Linked DNA regions of Mus musculus: region 2 is linked to region 1. The links are chromatin contacts, called in public HiChIP or PLAC-seq maps. All regions are on one chromosome and are shown on one strand. Each heading gives the region's core, a stretch centred on a gene start, on an enhancer-like site or on the middle of the called end of the contact. The rest is flanking DNA. Distances are from core to core; before and after follow the strand shown. Region 1 holds the start of Sqor (sulfide quinone oxidoreductase). Region 2 holds the start of Eid1 (EP300 interacting inhibitor of differentiation 1).

Region 1 (5,588 bases), core at 900-3,399:
GCTTGCTCCAGAAATCCCCACCCCCCCCAACTTCCCAATGAGTCTCATAGTAGCTCGTGAGGATTGGTGTCTCTCTGGATGAGTGGCTATCACAAGTAGGAAGGTTTACTGGGGCAGAATAAACCACTTCTCTAGCTACACATTCACCCAAGGAAGCATTTGCTTCAGAGATGAGGGTGGGGCTTGTTTAATGGGCTCCAAGCAGGTGCATTTAAAGCAGCATGCCTGGAGAATCCCTCTGCCTTGCCCTTACTCCAGTGTCTTTGCTTTCTCCTTTTCCTTTCCACGCTCTATTGCTGCTCATTCCTGCTAGTGCCCTTCCTAGTATGGGTCTGCATGGCTTCCTGGGGGTCGCCAGTCTATATTTCCTTATGCCCGGATCTTCTTGGATAGGTATTTGTTCCTCACCATCATGCCCCCTCCCCCACTACACATCATGCCCCCTTCCCCCACCATGCTCCCCCCCAAGCTTTCTTGCCATCCTTTAATATTTCTCTTAGTTTCCCATCTCCCTGTCTGCACACTCACTACTCTGGAAACCTCATATGGATGGGAATCAAGTGTAGGTCCAGACAGTAGCAGCCACAGGGCTCACTTGACATTCAGCGGACAAGATGGAGAATAACCATCTGAGGAAAGAATGACTGGGCTGGCGAGATGGGTCAGCAGGTAAAGATGCCTGCCTGGTTCTAAGCCCGATGGTCTGGGATCCATCTGTTGGAGGACAGAATTGACTTTGGGAAGTTGACCTCTAACTTCCACCTGTGCCTCATGACACACATGTACACGTGCACACATGCACACTAAATAAGTAAATAAAATATTATAGAAAGAAAAAGGGGAATGCCAATGGAGTAACTTCTCAGTCTTAATGTCTGATGGGCAAGACACTGATGGAAAGAAGGGACTTCAGTGGGGTAATAGAACGATACATAGATGCCCCAGCGTGTGGGAACTATTCAGGACACGGCTTCCAACTCGATTCTCCAGCCATAGACCTCCAAACACCCTGCAAACAGACTGCCCTTGATTCATTCACAGGAACCAGGACTTCTTAATGAGGATGGAGAGGAAGGAGAGATGAAGAATAGTACGAATTGCTTTGGAAATATGTGTGTAGAGTTTTGCTTTTGTCAAAACTTTGGGCTACAATTGTTGGCACTTAGAGGGTGGAAATCAGGGTTATGTTCAGTACTATACAACAATTAACTGTCCTGAGGCCTGAACATTTTTTTCTGGTGCCCCGCCCCTTGCCTCAACTCTCAAGTATGTGAAACATTTTATTGATAAAATAAATTCAGTTTTAGTTTAGAGTATGGCAGACATTAAGGATTATTTTTACATAGTCTTAATACGCTGTTTCCAGCAATAGCTTTATCAGTAAATACAGATCACATTTGGTTTTGTTTCCAAGTTCTTTACCAGACTTACCTGTTGCTGCACAAAGTCACGGAAAATTACTAGGGAGGCAGTGTTGCAGGTGCAGGTGCCAGCAAGTGCCACCAGGCTTACCATCAAACCCGTAGTCCCTGTTTGCGACCAAGCAATTTTTCTATAGATCCTTCAGAGTGAAGACAGTTTGAAAGAAGTGACTCAAAAACTATTAAAATGCATATAATCAAACAAGTGCGAAAGAAACTTAGTTATGCTTAAAAAAAAAGTTGGTGGCATTTGCGTGTTCTTTGAGGTTTTTTTTTTTTTTTTTTTTTTTTAAGTTGAGGCCTTAGCAACTTTTAGGAACTGTATTTGTTTTAACACATGAAGCCGCGGTCTCTGGCTTGTGCCTTCAAACAGTCAGTCCTTAGAAGGGGCAGAACAGTGACTTGTCAGGCACCAAAAGAACAACTCCTAGGAGCCAGCAGGTTCCAGGGGAAGGTGCCGCGCGGTTCTGAGTAGAGGTGGCCTTGTCTGCACCCCAGGCGTAAGAAAAGCGTCTAGGCTGCGTGGGGACAGTCGCAGGACATGGGGAGCAAGGATCACCCATACCACCCATGCCTCCGGTGTCCGTGCCTGCTCCAAGGTGCGCATTCCCCTCCGGGTTTGTTGTTGGGTAGCGCCCTGGCGGCCTTTCCTCCTCCGGAGGTTGGGGGTGTGGGGGTGGTGGCTGTCCCCGCCCCTGGCCTTTGCCTCCCCGCCCCGGCGGCCAGGCGGGGCTATGCGAGGCCAGCGCTCCAGCGCCACAGTAGTTTCTGCTGCGCCAGCGCTGGGGCCCACGGTGTCGCTCAGCCCGGTAAGACGCACCCCACGACGCTGTTACCCTCCTATAGCCGCTCGCTGTCGCCCACCTCGGTTCTGTCTCCGCGCTCCCGGCCGCCCTTCTTCTTTTCCAACCCCTGACAGACTCCCCTTTGGTCTGGGACTCGGTGGACTTCAATGCTTTCTCCTTAGTGGCCCAGCCTCAGCGATGCAGAGAGGATGGCCCTGGCACCCTCTCCACCCACACAGCTTGGACGTGTGGTCTCGGTGCGTGGGAATTTCAGAAACGTTAGTTCCACTTGTTGTCTGTCACTCAGCACCTTGCCCTGCCTGCCGGGTGGGTTGAGACTGGCATTGATCTGGGGAGGTACCCAGGGCGCTGGGGGTGGGAGGTGGTCAGCGGAGAAGCACAGGCCAGGCTGATTGGCAATTAGTACAAGGGAGAAAAGGCTCTTTGGTGAAACTTTTCACCTTACTTTTACTTACTTCTCCGAGAGCCACCCCAGCTTCTAGGGCTCACAGACTGAAGCTGAGTCAGAGAGTTTGCACAGGCTGTAAACCTCTCCTCTGTAAACACAGCTTTCTGATCCTTTTTTTTTTTTTTTAAAACCTGCAGCTACCTCTGACAGTTCTGAGTTTGGGGGAAAACTAAGGACTCTTTCTTAGAAGATTTCCCTTTTTGCTTTAAACTTTATTATTTTATTTCATGTGTATAGTTAGTTCGTTTGCATGTATGCCTAATGCCCTGGAACTGGGGTTATAAGCTTTCATCTGGGTGCTGGGAACTGAACTCAATTCCTCTGGAAGTAAGCCCTCCGTAAGAGCTCTTAACCACTGAGCCATCTATCTCTCAAGAGACTTTTAAAAACATAAAATTTAAGGCAGGCTATGATGAAAGAAAACAGCCACTAAAGTATTTAAAAGAATGCCATATAAATTTAAAAAGCAAATAACTATTATAATTTTGAATAGCTCAGAATATAGAATTCAAGATATAGGCACTACCTGTAAACACATTTCTAAAACATCATAAATACTGCTAATATTGCTGTGGCCAGCTGCCTACACAGTCCTTGAAGAGAATGTTAAATTTCAAGTAGACATCAGTGGAAGGTGAAGATTTTTTTTTTCTTTCATTCAGATGAATGGACCTCAATTTAGATAGATACCCTGTTAGCAGAAAGGGTGTTGATTACTTGTTAGGCAACTTAGCTTCTTGGGTTTAACACTTTCTTGAACTACCACTATGTCCTCTATCCCCAGCTTCTTTGGGCATCTGCTTTTCCTAAGGAAGAGAATGAGAAAAGCCCGGCACTCCTCCCCCAAGCCTAATGCCTTCTCACAGGTGAAAAGCATCCCTACTGAACTTGATGCAGAGGGATGCGGTAGGTAAAACGCCCCCCCCCCCCAACCTTGTCTGATACTGGCCTTTACATCCCTAAATCTGGTACATAAAAGGTCTGCTGGATGACATGGAGGTGGTTGCTTGTGAAGGCATCTAGGAGACAGCTGGAAGCTTGGGAAATGGCTGTTTAAAACTAATTGCTTCTTTTGAATCCATCAGAGCAAATCCATAAATCCAACTTGGGGATGTGAATACTGGGGAGGGCCCTTGGGTCTGTTGTGGGTCTGGTGCCTCGCCATAGAAGACAAACTGTCTTGATAGGAAAGTAGGATTCCAGAGGTTTCTTTTGCCCATGCGTAGGCTTGTTAATAAGATGTGTTGTAATGTAGGAAATGTCTTGTAAAGAATGGAGACAGAACCCATGAGGAAGCATTCCTAGATGCACATCTCCCTCCCTCTCTCTCTCTTTTTCTCTCCCCCTCTCTCTCTCCTTCTCTTTCTCTTTCTCCCTCCCCTCCCTGCATCCCTCACTGTCACAAATACTTTGACTCTAGAGAATTGGTAAATAGGAGAACAGTGGGTAATTTACTAAAAGCTGCCCAGACTAGGGCTAAAGCCAACTAAGCCTCCGTTATAGACAGTGAGAGCTTCCATGGAAGTGTTGGTCTTGTAACTGGTCTGTTCTTCTGTGCATATTCATGACAGTTGAGCTGGATGAAGCCAGATCATTCTTCCCCTGTCTAAGTTTGGACGATGACCATGAGATTTTCCAACTCCTCAGATTTAAGCTGATTCTAAATCAGAGCGAGAGAAAGGCTGTTACATTCAAGAGAACTAACACGCCCACCCCTTACATTCAAATCAAACTTCTACCTTCAAAGAGACCTACCCATGGTCCTATAGTGAAGTCCTTTCTTGCTTATGAGAGGGGGCCAGCAATTCCCTCTTCAGTGATTGCCATGAGAAAGTACATACAGTACACATTGCAATAACTCCCACAGATGATCTCCATGCCCCCACACCATGCTTTTCTGATACTTTGGAGGATGCACTTAAGCATAGATGCTTTCCAGGGAATTAGTGCATAATGGTACAAGACATGGGATAACTGGTTTTTATTCTGATTATGTCACAGGTCTAAGCATTTTATCTGGCTGTTCTCTGCTACAGAAATTCCAAGGAGTCAGTAGACAAATATCCCTATTGGCTGTCTGTTTGAACACCCACCTCTCCTCCCTTTCCAATGAGAAGTGAATGCAGTTTTAGGAAGTAAGAAATCTTTAATCTATCTAGTGGAGTCCTTTTTCCTGGTGTGAAGAAAGCATGGCATATAATGGTTAAAGATGAGCCCAATTTGGTACTACCTGTCACGAAGACCTGGGTGTCCTGGGTGTCCTTCAGACAAAGCTTCGTTGCAAAAGGGTAGCTGTGCTATTAGGTCTGGCATAGGAAAGATGTGAGCTGTTATGGAACCTGACATACCTGCTACCTATGTGTATTTCCTTGTATCCAAACCATCAAAGAACTGAACTCAGCGTCTAGATTCAAACGACATATATGTAATCTGTAATCAAAGAGTCTCTTGTCATTGAGACCTTGTGGGCTGGATTCCAGGTTATGGCAAGCCAAAGTAAGTGACCAGTTTGTTTATAGTGACACTCCGCCCCTCATAACTTTCCTGCACATACCTTTGAAACCCAGTGTACTTTGGTCTGATGAGTAATTTTATCCTGATAATTTTAATGATTCAGGAAGCCAGGTGTGGTGGCCTGAATACCTATAATCCCAACATTTGGGAGATGGAAGTGGAAGGATTTGGAGTTCAGTGTTATCTTTACTTACGTATCATGTTAGAGACTTTCCTGGCCATCCGTCCATTCATCCATCCATCCATCCATCCATCCATCCATCCATCCATCCATCCATCCATCCATCTGCCACACCACCTCCAGTAGGATCTGTGTGACAAGTTCCACAGGCTGAGGTGATTGACCTCAAAAGGGGGAGGCCTACTGGAACCGGTTGTGGAACTCTTCCCCTGAGAAAA
Region 2 (5,332 bases), core at 344-2,843, 2.9 Mb after region 1:
GTGACTATTGTGATATTCAAATAGTAGACTGCTTAAAATATGACAACATATTTGTTGGGTTAAAAAAGAAGTCAAAACAAAGAATATATCAATACATCGTTTCATTTATCAAAACTGGCAAACTTTTTATTGAACTATTTGCATAAAGTCTGAATTGTGGTTATTCACGAGGCACAAAAAGAGAGAAGAGTGGTTTTCTGGGATCCACGAATGATGCCTTTTCTTCTGGGTAGTAAGTAAACAAATATATGTAGCTTGTGATAATTAAGCCACACACATTACCTGTGCACTTTTCTCTATTAACATTTCAATAAGAACAAAAATCAACATGCAAAGATTATATTCCAATAACAGCTCATGAGAAACTTCATTTAATGGATAAAGAGGAAGATTTCATACAAATATGTTCAAGTATGTAAAACTAGTAAGGATCATGTAACACTTTGGAGAAAAGTTCGCTGAAGAATATAAAAAATGACCATTGGCAAAAATTATATAAGATAAAGAGGAATGCTATGGAGCATTGTCTCTTGGACATGACAGGGCCATTGCATCCACGAATAATAAACTAAAGCTATGGAAAGATTATAAAGATACAATCAAGGCTGGAGAAATGGCTCAGCAGTAAACAGCATCGGCTGCTCACACTAAGGACCAGGGTTCGACTCCCAGTAATCACAGGGCAGTGTACAACTGACTTCGTTTCTAGGAGTTCCAACGCCCTCTTTTGGCCTCTGTAGGCACAATGCACACACGTGGCACACAAACATTACAGACAGGCAAACAAACGCATACACACGAAAGAGAGATCAAATTGATAAAACTTAAGTTTACTTATATTAATTCCATAAAACAATACGTGGTAAGGGTGTGGATATTCTCAAACACTATTGGCTACAGTTTAAGTTTGTAGAGCAACCGTGGCGCGTGATTATCTGTATATATTTAAAATATGTATAGCCTATTTTCCACCTTTCTTTATCCTAGTACTCACACATGTATGTGGTTTAGTTTCCCCATGGTATATACGTGTGGACATACACACAATTTATCTTTGGTTAGGTCAACTTCAATAAATTCAGAAGAAAAAAACCGAAAAGTTAAATTTTCTCAGTGCGCAGGACGGGACTAGTGGGATTTGAAATGGTGAGAGGTAATGGACATGCTGATCACAGGAACGCTGGGGAGGCAGGGAGGTGGAGGAGAGATGGCATCTGTGACAGAAGGCCAGGGCTTTCCATCTAGGCAAAGCAAGCACTTGGCAAGGAACTTAGAGCTGGTCTCCAGGTGGGTCACCAGCGGAAGCATCGCGGGTCCTGAGTGGGTGTGAGGGTGAGGTGGGAGTCCGGGAAACATAGGGGGTGAGGGGTGGGAAGGGAAGAGCTCGCGCCCGCGCCCGCGCCCGCGCACCACGCCCCCCCCCCCCCCCGTGGACCAAGCGGCCTACTCGCCAGCACACGCACGCCATGCTGGCACGCGCACCACGCCCGCCTACCCGTTTGCGCACGTGAAACGTGCTCCGCACGCGCATCACGCATGCCCACTCGCCTGCGCACGCGCCCCCCCCCCCCAGCTCGCGCTCCACGCACGCCCTCTTGCCTGCGCACGCGCACCACGCCCGTTCGCGCGCCCGTCTCTGCAAAAGGTTCCTTTTTTTTTTCCACCTTGGTCGAGTCGCTTCCACCATGGCGGAGATGGCAGAGCTTTGCGAGCTGTACGAAGAAAGCAACGAGTTGCAGATGGACGTGCTGCCCGGCGAGGGCTATATGGAGGTAGGCCGCGGGGCCCGCGGGCCGGCCCCGGAGGAGGGCCCCATGGAGGAGGAGGCCGGGCCGGCCGCCGCCCGCGCCCAGCGCGGTCTGTTCCCCGAGGCTGGCGCGGACCTGGAAGGCGACGAGTTTGATGACTGGGAGGACGACTACGAGTTCCCTGAAGAGGAGCGCTGGAGCGGCGCGATGCACAGGGTGTCCGCCGCCCTGGAGGAAGCCAACAAGGTGTTCCTGCGAACCGCGCGAGCCGGAGATGCCCTGGATGGCGGCTTTCAGGCGCGGTGTGAGAAGAGCCCTTTCGACCAGCTAGCTTTTATCGAAGAGCTGTTTTCGCTGATGGTTGTCAATCGACTGACCGAAGAGCTCGGTTGTGATGAGATCATTGATCGAGAGTAAATGCTGACGAGAGAGGAGGAAACTACCTGAGAGGGAGAGATTCAACATTCTGCTATTTTGGGGTTCATTCCAAATAGTTCTGTGCAAAAAATAAAAACAGTTGGTTTTTGTTTCTCGGAATAGAAGACGGGACAGTGAATGACCATGCATTGTGGAAAAGGAGAATCGAGGAAGGAGGAGTGTTAAACCTGAGAATCGCGAGGAGAAAAAGACCAAATCGTTCCTCTTTGGTCTCACAGGGGCTCAGCAAAAACCTCTGGTTCAGACTGTTGATCGAGATGATTTTCCTTACATTGGAGAAGAGCTTTCTCTGTTAAGCTTTTAAAGATGGTTTGGAAGAGTAAATTGTGACTACCAATACAAGAATCTAATTAAAGAATGGGGGGAAATACATTCCAAGATGTCTTTAATTCGAACTGAAAGGCTATTGAAAAAAAAAAAAACTTTCCAAATTCTTTTTGGTGATTTATACACATCAGTTATCAAAAGCTAAACTTGAGGTTTAAGATTGAGTATTCATCTACCCCACAGAGTAGTCCAAGTAAATGTGGGTATAAATGTAGACGTGTTATCATGTGTGCTGTCATCTTAAAATGTGTTACAAACGCTTCTGGAATTTTGACTGCACATGTATCTTCATGATTTATAAAGCTACTGTGACCTCTAATTTGGAAAAACCCATTGTAATGATTTTCAAAGTAAAGAAAGAAACAGGATGTCTTTTTAAGGTTTTAAGTTCATGCATTAAATAAAATGTATGGGAAAGCCCAAAGACAAACTTTCTAATACCCTTTTATACTAGGGAAATTTCACTTGCTGTTTTGTACCTTGACAGATGGTAAGACTATAACTGAAGTTCATATTGTAAGAACTGTTTGCTAAAATTGTCAAGTAAAAAGAAATCCTGCCTGTATCTATAAAAAGATGTATGAGCTATTATGTTGTCAAACTTTGAAGGTTTTAAACCTACCCAGAAGTCCACCTGGGTGTCTGATATTCATATTCTCTCTCTCCCTCTCTGCCTCTTTCTTCCCCTCCCCCTCCCTTCTTCTAATTATGCTTGTTAATCTTTATGCACCAGCATTGGCGATAATAAATTTTCTTGTTCTGTGTATTTTGCTTTGTCTAATAGCTTTGCATACATGCTTTATACAGGATTCTCTTGCTGTGTGTGCCACGCCTCCATCTTGATATTTAAACATCCAATGCTTACAATGTAAACCAGTATCAAATATCCAAAAAATGGGTTCTGGGATGTTAAAGCAAATTTCAGAGTTTTCTGGAAGACCCGCTCTGTGAATGTGATGCTATGGCTTAATTGATGCTGAAGTTCCTTGAGAAGAAAATGATGTATTAGCACGATGTCCCTGCTGATGCCACCATGGCAACCAATACAGAACAGAGCTGAGACAGTAGGATAACTCCTGGGTTTCTGTGGGGTTGGTTGGTTGGTTTTACAGTCATCTTGTTTGAGAGGCTGCCGAGGTGGTTCAGTGGGTAAAGGTACCTTCTGCCATATAGCCAAGCCTGATGGCCTGAGTTTGATCTCTGGGGTCCATGTGGTGGAGGGAGGGAGAGAGACCTCCCCCAAGATTGGGCAGGCCTGTTAGTAATTTTAGACCCTCACCTGGGATTTTAGTTGCTCCTGTACCTCCAAAGCACCTGTACATAATTTTGCCCCGGTTACATGTGGTTTCAGAAGGTGCTAAAACACAAAAGGTGGGAGGTTGGCTGATGTTAGGTGGGGACTCGTGTTTGGGAAGCTGTCACCCATGTTAGGGTAGGACATTTAGATAGAGCCGCTACAAACACTTCCATGGGTAACCCCTCAGCCCTCTTTTTTACTCACCCAATAAATTGCCTCACTAGTTGGACTTGAGGGAATCATTTATTGATCTGTTATTGGTATTTACCTGCTGTAAATAGACTTTTGTTCACATCTCCACAGAAATATAATACAAATATCCATAAATTTGAGTGTATTTGTGTTTGGGGACCAAAGTATATCGTGGAAGTTAAGAGGAGAAGCCATGCATTGGTATTTCTTTGTATCCTTTATTCTGCATTTATCTATCTATCTATCTATCTATCTATCTATCTATCTATCTATCTATCTATCTATCTATCTGGGAGATTCATGCCACAGTAAGCAAAGGGCAAAAAATAACCTTCAGGAGTTGCTTCTCTCCCAGCATTTGGGTGGGGCCTAGGGATCAGACACAGGTCATCAGGCGTGGTAGTAAACTCTTTTACTCACTGGACCCTCTTGTATTTATCTTTAGTTTTGTGGCGATAGGGTCTCACTATGTAGCTCCAGCTGTCCTAGAACTAGACCAGGCTGGGCTCATACACACAGAGTTCTGCCTCCTGCATGCTGGGATTTAAGGCATGTGCCAACATGCCTGGCATTTTTATTTTAAGATGTGTGTGTGTGTGTGTGTGTGTGTGTGTGTGTGTGCACTTCACATGCTCATACCATGGTACACATGGAGTTCAGAAGACATCTCTGAGAATTTCTAAAAAGCCCAGCTAGGGCAAGTTTTGGAGGAAGCCTCAGAGATGCGGCTTTTGTGAGTTCTCATCCTTGCTGGATGAACACTCCCCACCCCACCCCCACCCCCGCCTCCCAATGCAGCTTCCTTTCGGGTCATCCATGCACCTGTAAGTACCCCTCATCCATTCTCCTGTAAGTAGTCTCATCAGTCACTGCTCACAAAACTAGGTGTGGGTGGGACTGACTGGTTTGTCATCCCAGTGCCTTAGGTGGGGTGAACAGATGTTTGTTGACATCTCCCGAGCAAAAGTCACACAGCACACCTCAGGTTAAAGGATAGTGGGGAGCAGAAACAGACTAGACGATGCCTCACCACCATGTGCACCTCAGCCCCACTGCTTTTACACTCCCCAGGTCATTTTAGCCCTCCCCATGGAAGGGGCCATTTAAGAAACAATTATTAGCTGAACATGGTGGCACATACCCTTGATCCCAGCACTTAGGGGGCAGGATCAAGGCTAGTCTTTATGAGTTCAAGGCTAGTCTGATCTACATTGCAAGTTCCAGGACAGTCAGGACTTAGAGAGAGTCTGTCTCAAAAACAGAAAGAAAATGATTATTAGATTCTACACATGAGACTGTCGTCTTATCTCCAGCTTTGCCTCCTAAAAAC

The links. HiChIP or PLAC-seq counts read pairs in DNA pulled down with a chosen protein or histone mark.
Region 2: a contact with region 1 is called in an H3K4me3 HiChIP or PLAC-seq map of embryonic forebrain, with 7 times the contacts expected there. The contact joins the promoter of Eid1 here to the promoter of Sqor in region 1. A contact is called at or near these places in 3 of 39 promoter capture datasets (hippocampal neurons and liver), 2 of 115 datasets of contacts at active chromatin or transcription factors (astrocytes and embryonic forebrain) and 1 of 9 other capture datasets (liver).

What each region holds. Positions count from the first base shown.
Region 1 is chr2:122,763,210-122,768,797 of GRCm38.p6, forward strand. Sqor (sulfide quinone oxidoreductase) reads left to right here and starts at 2,150. Exons shown (of 10, transcript NM_001162503.1): 1 at 2,150-2,230.
Region 2 is chr2:125,671,507-125,676,838 of GRCm38.p6, forward strand. It overlaps Eid1 (EP300 interacting inhibitor of differentiation 1), which reads left to right and starts at 1,594. Exons shown (of 1, transcript NM_025613.3): 1 at 1,594-4,137. The coding sequence starts at 1,686. The coding sequence ends at 2,165. The region is part of intron 4 of Shc4 (SHC (Src homology 2 domain containing) family, member 4); the gene reads right to left.